3 separate regions of the Mus musculus genome follow, and regions 2 and 3 are each linked to region 1. A link is a contact called in public HiChIP or PLAC-seq data. All regions are on one chromosome and are shown on one strand. The core of a region is the stretch at or near the end of the contact, and the rest is flanking DNA. Distances in the headings are between cores, read along the strand shown.

What was found. HiChIP or PLAC-seq counts read pairs in DNA pulled down with a chosen protein or histone mark.
Region 2: an H3K27ac HiChIP or PLAC-seq map of oligodendrocyte precursor cells shows a contact between it and region 1, with 5 times the contacts expected there. The contact joins the enhancer-like site here to the promoter of Platr5 in region 1. A contact is called at or near these places in 1 of 39 promoter capture datasets (liver), 1 of 15 datasets of contacts at CTCF or cohesin (embryonic stem cells), 10 of 484 Hi-C or Micro-C datasets (the C2C12 cell line, cerebral cortex, cortical neurons and 6 more), 9 of 115 datasets of contacts at active chromatin or transcription factors (embryonic stem cells, kidney, oligodendrocyte precursor cells and 2 more) and 1 of 9 other capture datasets (embryonic stem cells).
Region 3: an H3K27ac HiChIP or PLAC-seq map of neural progenitor cells shows a contact between it and region 1, with 9 times the contacts expected there. The contact joins the enhancer-like site here to the promoter of Platr5 in region 1. A contact is called at or near these places in 1 of 39 promoter capture datasets (liver), 1 of 15 datasets of contacts at CTCF or cohesin (embryonic stem cells), 19 of 484 Hi-C or Micro-C datasets (the C2C12 cell line, embryonic stem cells, gonadal supporting cells and 7 more), 10 of 115 datasets of contacts at active chromatin or transcription factors (bone marrow-derived dendritic cells, embryonic basal ganglia, embryonic stem cells and 4 more) and 1 of 9 other capture datasets (embryonic stem cells).

What each region holds. Positions count from the first base shown.
Region 1 is chr1:88,753,565-88,756,207 of GRCm38.p6, forward strand. It overlaps Platr5 (pluripotency associated transcript 5), which reads left to right and starts at 1,326. Exons shown (of 3, transcript NR_040493.1): 1 at 1,326-1,394; 2 at 1,520-1,726; 3 at 1,970-2,169.
Region 2 is chr1:88,935,900-88,938,542 of GRCm38.p6, forward strand. No RefSeq gene overlaps it. Among named protein-coding and RNA genes, the nearest start is that of 1700067G17Rik, 79 kb to the right of the region's middle. Within about 2 kb of position 1,347, at least 26 of the 459 cell types and tissues checked have an H3K27ac peak or open chromatin away from gene starts, as enhancers often do. A contact at or near this core is called in neural progenitor cells and oligodendrocyte precursor cells, where this site is marked.
Region 3 is chr1:88,915,460-88,918,102 of GRCm38.p6, forward strand. No RefSeq gene overlaps it. Among named protein-coding and RNA genes, the nearest start is that of 1700067G17Rik, 99 kb to the right of the region's middle. Within about 2 kb of position 1,297, at least 4 of the 459 cell types and tissues checked have an H3K27ac peak or open chromatin away from gene starts, as enhancers often do. A contact at or near this core is called in neural progenitor cells, where this site is marked.

The DNA of each region.
Region 1 (2,643 bases), core at 76-2,575:
TGGCTCATGGCTGTTAATAGCAACCATAACTTTTCCATCTCGAGAGTTTTACCAATAACAAGATGTCAGACTTCTGGGAGCAATAAAAACCAACAGATTCGGTGAGGATGCTCCCAACTGCTTCTCCTGGGTGCTTCTTCATTTTCACAAGACACACCCCAGCAAGGCCAAACTTGCCCAGGATGGATCAGCCTTCAGAAATTAGGGGGTGCTGGGGAGAGGGCTTAGGGGTAAAGAAGTTTTCTTGGTCTTCAGCCCTAGAGCTCACGCAAAAGCCAGGGTGGGGGCCTGTGCTTGCAATCCTAACACTGTAGAGGCAGAGACAAGCTGATCCTGGACCCTCCTTGGCCAGCAAGCCTAACACCTGGTGGGTTCCAGGCCAGTAAGAGACCCTGTCTCACAAGTGTGATGAATGGTGCTTGAGAAATGACATCCAGGGCTGATTCTCTGACCTTAAATGGATATCATATAGCTGTGTGTGTGTGTGTGTGTGTGTGTGTGTGTGTGTGTGTGTGTGTGTGTGTGAGTGGGGAAGTGGGTGAGCAGAGACAGTCCTTGCAAAACAAGTGGGGATCAGAAAGTAAATTATGTCCTTAATTACACTTGGAAATATTTAGTCAGGTGTGTTAGTACACACCTTTAATGCCAGCACTTGGGAGGCAGATGTAAGGGCATCTAAGTGAGTTTGAGGCCATCCTGGTCTACAGAGTGAGTTCTGGGGTAGCCAGAGCTACATAATAAAGAGATTCTGTCTCAACAAAAACCCAACCAACCAACCAAACAAACAATTGGAAATTGTTTTTAAATTGTTTATTAAAGAAGAAAATCACATCCCACTTTCCATAGCTACTCAAGAACCCAACACAAACACATACCCAACAGAGAACCTAAGCTCAGACAGCATGAGCAGCCGTGCCTTGGCAAGCTGGGCAGGAACGTTCATTCACACAGAGATGCTCTAGGGACTTAATCAGTATCCCAGGCCTTGTGCAGAATGCACACCTTGATGCCTTCCCCCACGGCCCTGCAGATTTGCCAGACTAGAATTCCACCTTCAGTTCATCTGCTGGGCTCTAACTCACCAGAGACTCTATTTCCAGGTGAATTGTGTGACTTGACTATTCCTCTCAGAACCTGGCAGGTATCCTTCAGGGCCGGCAAGGGTGAGGTTCTCCCCCAAACTCTTTATAAAGTATCTATTTTGATGTTCTCCTGGAGGGTCACTGTGGTGGTTTGAATATGCTTAACCCAGGGAGTGGTGCTATTGGGAGGTGTGGTCTTGTTGCAGTAGGTGTGGCCTTATTGGAGGAAGTGAGTCACTGTGAGGGTGGGCTTTGAAACCCTCCTGCTAGCCACATGGCATCCAGTCGGCTCCTGGATTCCTTTGGATGAAGGTGTAGTAGAACTCTCAGCTCCTCCTGCACCATGCCTGCTTGGAAGCTGCCATGCTTTCCGCCTTGATGATACTGGACTGAACCTTTGAACCTGTAAGCCAGCCCCAATTAAATGTTCTTTTTAGGAGTTGCCTTGGTCATGGTGTCTGTTCACAGCAGTGGAAACCCTAATTCAGACAGTAACCTAGCAGCCTCCCCTGACTCTAAACAACATGATGGGCTGACAGATAATGTCTTTCTCGCTGGAGGTCTTGGCCACCCCCAAACCCAGCTGAAGAGGGAATTGGTCTGGAGCAAAGCCTGTGAGCCAAAGGTGTGTGTGCTGATCCGAGGTAAGAGGAAATAAACATGGAGCCATGTTTTTCTTTTCTCCCAGACGGGTAAGAGAGAGTCTAGGCTCAGTCCTAAGCCAGGCATGGCCGCCAGCCACCATAATTCCCAGGCTGAACCATGGAAAAGTAAATCTTATGCCCCAGTCCAGCTAATTCTTAATAAAAAGGGAGGAACTGTGCCCTCCCTTAGCCTTGTGTGGGCTGAATCAGACCTTGTCTGCCACAGTTGGTTATCTCCCCTAGGATGGAGTCTTCTGACCGAGGTGAAGTCTATTGTCCTGCCACATCTGCAGCTTCCTGCAAGAAGCCACCACCTGCTGAGCAGCTGAGCTTGCTTTCCTGACGAGATGCTGACAAAGCAGGAAGGAGATCCTGGCAAAGAGGGGGATGGATTTCCCCCCCTTTAAAAATTCAGACTCAAGAATTAAAGTTGAACCTTGATCAGAGAACTTGGTCTTGGCTCCTTATTTCTCTTGCTGTCCTTCCCATCCATCGCCAGCTTTCTTTTCAGGAACCCAGTACCCCGTGGCTGCTGTCGGCTACAGTCTCACTCTCTCCATCCTCCTTGGGAGATTCATCTTGTCCCTGTTTCCTAAGCCCCTGTAAGAAGTAGTTGTAAATTTTCTTACAAACCTAATTTTCTGCCCGGAGATCATAGCAACTTATCTGTTTCTCAGTCCTGCCTGTTTTAAAATCAGCTTTCCCCAATACTCCTGTGGTTCCAATCTGTGGGCAGTAATTTGACACTAACCACAAAGAGCCAGTGTCCCTCTCCCCCACCCCCGCCCCCATGATAAACTTATATCTCAGGAAAAAATAAACAAACAAAAGCAAAACAAAACAAAAAAAAAACCCAAACTTTACATGGTCAAAGAGTTACATAACATTTAATTATCAACTTTCTTGAAATTAAGAGA
Region 2 (2,643 bases), core at 97-2,596, 180 kb after region 1:
AGGAGTGTCCTCAGCAGTTACAAGAGCAGCCTGCATGCCAAGCCACCAAAGCAGCAGAACAGCTGGTTGCTTAACAGCTGAAAAAGCAGACTCCCGAGTCCAGCTGTAAAAGCAGCAGAGCCACTAACCACGTTGATAGCTGCAAGGGAAGCGGGAAAACAGGCCAGATGCTCAACTAACTACCTCAGAGGCAGCAGCAACAGCAACTAAGAGTCAGCTGAACTACTTGAGGGAGCTGCCAGGACAGGAACAGGAGAGATGGGTGGAGGTACAGAGAAGGTGAGAGAAGGAAGCCTAAGGCTGGAGAAGGACAGGGAGCTATAAAGCACCAGAGAAGTGAAACTGGAGGCTTTGGTCCCAGGAAGAGTTCCAGCGAGACGTCAAGTCTTTAAGGTCAAAGGTCTCAGACATCCTAGACCTAAGAGCTGTAACGCTACCTATCATCAAGGCCTAGATCCACTCAAGAGCTATAATACTAGCAGCTAATGGCCCCAGGACTCTATGCCCCCCCAGACACTGTATCACTGAAGGGCTGAGGAGTCCCACTAACCCTGCCACCCTGAAGCTGTAAGTAGATTGTAACTCTGTGGAGTACCACTTATTCTATATTCACCTGTCTGCTGATGCTGCTTACTGCTGCCAAACAGCAAGAGCTGAGGTAGCTGATAAAGAACAGCCCTTGAGAGTTTCTCCTCTGCCTGAAAACTCTACCCACATAGGAGACAAGGACCTCAGCAGTGGCTTGGAAGCAGGACTGCCCTCTGTCCTCCAGGGCTGGATTTATTGGGAAGACTAAAGCTTAGGGGACTTTCCAAGCCCTCTTGATGCCTGGGTGAAGGCTATATATATGTGTTCCTCATGTGGGCTTTGGAAAGATTTGCTGAGGAAGGATTACTGTCCACTTGCCTAAAGAGAATCACATCAGCTTCTGGCACCGCTAGGCATGGTGCCCCTCTGCTTTGGCAAACAGCCTGTTGCTCATTTTAGTCTTCAAGACCTCATGCTTCTGCATCACACTTTACTGTGTCTCCATTGGTCAGTGACAGAACAGAATGAGCAGAACGGAGTTGAAGAAGAGGAAGAGAATCCACACAGGATTTTTTTTCCTGACAAGAAGTAATGGACATTCCGTGGGGGAGGTTGGCAGACACAATTTACAAGCTGTCTGCCCAATGCTTTCTCAGTGGTCGGCATAGGACGCAGAGACCCTGAAGCACAGCTCCTGAGGAGAAGAAATAATGACACCGATGCTGAACTCCCTCCTGGCCTCCTTCATGTGTGGCGTGTGTCTTGTGGAAACGTTGGCCCTTAAATATGCAACAGCGGAACTCTAAGATATGGAACATGACAAATGATGTCCCCTGGCTCCAGCTGAGTATAGTCCACAGAGATACGGTGCGAGGCCCGGACTGTGACAATCTGCAAGCCCAGCAGATGTCTGGAGCTTTGAAAGGAAAATGATTACCTCCATCAATTTTCCTTTTAAGGAACCTTTCAAAAATGGTTTTCTCAAAAAGTGCATTAGGGCTTTTCAATAAAAAAAAGAAAGAAATGCTTTCTTGCAGTTCTCAGAGCAGTTGGGATGGAGGGGCGGAGCCCTGGGGATGCCCAGTTTTCTCAGGCAGGGGAAACAATGATGCTGTGTTCCAAGTCCAGCTGCAGGACTGGCCCCAGAGCTGGTCCCTCTTAAGGGAGTGTCTCACTTAACCCCTTCCTGTCAGTGTTCCTGCCTTAAATGAGAGTGACTGTGTCTTCCTATAAACTCAACTATAACATCTCTGAGAAGCATTAAGAGCCATGGGGCTGGGAAGATGGGTCAGTGGTTAAGTACATTTGCTGCTCTTGCAAACGGCCTGAGCTTGGTTTTCGATACCTACCTTGGGCAGATCACAACTATTATCCCAGCTTCAGGGGACCCAATAACCACTTGTGACCTCAAACAGCGTTCTGTTCACACTCACAAACTGCATCTATACACATACATATACATACCATATTTAAAAATAAAACTAAAACTTAAAAACATGTTAATAATCATGCAGTGTTGAAGTTTGGGAAGATGGCTCGGTGAGAAAGAGTGGTTTCTGGGAAGGCATGAGGATTTGAATTTAGATCCCAGCACTGATGTAAAAAGTCAGTCATGGCCTCCACATGGCTTTAACACCAACATTAGGGCAAGGGAGTACTGGGCAGAGACAGGAGAATGACCAGGCCTAACTGGCTACCGGTCTAGCTCAAGAGTCAGTGACAGACCTGCCTGTGTCAAAGGAATAAAGCAAAGAGTGATGGAGCAGGACATGGGACATTGTCCTCTGTCATCTAGATGTACACACACGCAAAGTGCACACACCAGAACGTGCACCAGTGCATGCAACAGGGGGTCAGGGAGGAAGGGGGGGAGGCAGGAGAGAGAGAGTGTGTGTGTCCTAGAGAAACATTGTAAGTAGTGTTTTCATGTTCTGTTGTGCTAACGATGGCTGTAACCTAAGCTAGTGAGGCTAAAACTGGCATTTTCTGGATAAATTCCCTCTGGGGATATGGTGATTCCTGTACAGTCAGCCTGGGCTTCTTCTGACAGTACCCCACTCCAATGTGTGCATCCCAGTCATCTTTCTCTCCTCTCAAACCCTTTGCTGGATCAGG
Region 3 (2,643 bases), core at 47-2,546, 160 kb after region 1:
ATTCATATGATGGTTATTCATTATTCAACTTTTACAAATTGTTTCCCACTTGCTCCAGGATATTTGCCAGTTTAGGGGACTCTGAAGAGGAACTTCAGCTTCAGAGACACGGCTTTCACTTAGACAGGGAGAACACCAGTGGGTGGCATCTGGACACAACAGGTCAGTGACTGTTTATGACTGTATCAAGGAGTTGAGTTTCTTCATATATCATGGAGTTGACTGTTCTCCGGGTATTATAAAGGTGACTGTTATCTGGGTGGACTGGTCAGTGTTCTCTAGAGTAACAAAACTTATAGAATGAATATGTTCATTACTAGATAGGTAGATAGATGATAGATAGATAGATAGATAGATAGATAGATAGATAGATAGATAGATAATTTATTAGAGTGATTTACAGGCTGCAAACCAGTTAATCCAACAATGTCTGGCAGTAAATGGAAAGTCCAAGAATCCAGTAGTTCCTCAGTCTGTGAGTTTGGACGTCTCAGATGGTTTTCTGAACACACTGGAATTCTGAAGTAGACTCTAACACCAGTGATGAAATTGACTTCTTAGCAAGGCAAGAGCAAGCAGGCAAAGAGCAAAAGCTTTTGTTCCTTCATGTTCTGCTTTCAGAAGAAGGTGGGTCCCAGATTAAAGGTATGCCTGCCTCAAAATCTGGATTAAAGGTATATGTCTTTCTACATAAAAGGTCTGGATTAGAAATGAATCTACTTACTTCAAATTAAGCAAAAAAAAAAAAAAATCCCTCAGAGGTGTGCCCTCAATTGTAGGATTTTTGTTCATTCCAGATGTAGACAAGTTGACAACCAAGAAGAGCCTTCATACCAGGTGTCATGGAGATGACTATTGTCTGAGGATCATGAAGTTGGTGATTCTCCAGGCCTCACAGAATCCAGAATATTCCTTCCTTCAGGCTGAAGTGAAGTTCCTTTAAAACACAGCATGCTTACAGATTTGATTTATTCTATTACCATCTAGATTCATATTAAGTAAGTTATGTTAATTAGCCCTGAACAGAATTTCAGAGCACACAGAGAATGGCAATGTTTTATTATTGGAGAGAAAGAATCGGGACAAGTTTTTAAAATATCAAATTAGTGATTAAGTAAATGAACAGAGTCTTAGGATTCCAGAAATAGCCTGAGCAGATGGAGTCCTCTTTAGATCTTAGTGCTTTTGTATTGTACTTTCTTTAAAGCTGAGCCTTTCATGCTAGAGAATGCTGGTCCTTGTTCAAGCAGACCACATCCAGCCCCCGCAGAGTTTGCTTTACTGAAGAGCTTCAGCCCTGCCCTCCAGGACCTGAGAGCTTTGCCTGGTGGAATCCTGGGAACTGCCCTTTCCAAGACCTCTAGGGGTTCTGAGACTCAGCCAAAGCAGAGGCCCCAGATGGAGGGAGCAACTCAGGACATCAGGCTCTGGGGAGCTGCATAACTGGCTGCCATCATCACAGTATAATGCCGCATGGCCTCAGAGCTGTGGTCTTCTCCCACCTTCCAAGAACTCTGAGCGGCCTCTACATTTCTGCTCTCATAAATGATTAAATGTGGCTGTCCTACAGCCATGAGTATTGTTCAGCCCATACTGGGGGAAGACAGATTCTAGGAGTTCACACCTAGATGTAGCTCATATGGGAACTGACATAATATGACAACATAACATAGCAGATGTGGGGTGTCTTTGTTTCTAGAGGCCAAAGTCTGCGAGTAAGGTATCACAGGGCTAGCTTCTTCTAGGACAGTGAGGGAAGGATGTGTTGTAGGCCTCTATCCTTGGCTTATAAAAGGTTGTCTTCTCCATTCTTCCACCCATATACTTACCTATCTACCTAGCTATCTATCAATCCATCCATCCATCCACCTATCAATTCTTTCTTTCTTATACCAATTTTTCAAATATTTACTGAGGACCCGGCCAGTATCCACAAGGCATCATCCTAAGTACTAAAACCACAGCATGATGAGAAGAAATGCCCTACCCTTAGGATGCATGCACTCTCAGAGGTTAAACAAAAGCATACACAGATAGTTGTTCCATGCATAAAGTGCTGAGTTAGAGATGGAGGCGGTGCATTGGGAAGGATCAGCACTAGCGACACTTAGCTGTATGTTCATTATATGGAGTATTTTACACAGAATGCCTCCTTGAGTCATCAAAGCAGTCGTGTGATGTGTGCATCACTGTCACCACTCTCCTCACTTTATAGGTGAGACATCCAACAGCAGGAGCAAGCCAGGGCTTGATCCCAGAAGGTGCCTGAGAGACAGGAAGCCAGGAAGTGGGAGTTGGCAGGAAACAGGAAGATAAACTATAGTCGGGGAGGGTTCTTCCTAGCCTCACAACAAGGAGACCAGCCCTGGTCCTCAAAGTTCATTCAGAATGACACCCAGAAGGTGGGGAACTTGTCTTCTGTTGAAAGGGACTCAGTTGATGGATAGAGAGACTAAAGTTGGGTATATTGATTGGTAGATAGATGAATGGCTTAATTGGTAGATGAACAGAGGAATGAAAAGATAATGAATTTACTTTACATTCCACACTGGGACCATCGAGAGCTTTGGGTTAAAAAAATCTCAAATGGATTTTGGGCCTAATGTTACTCATCTATAAATGTCTAAAGACTACAGAAGTCTT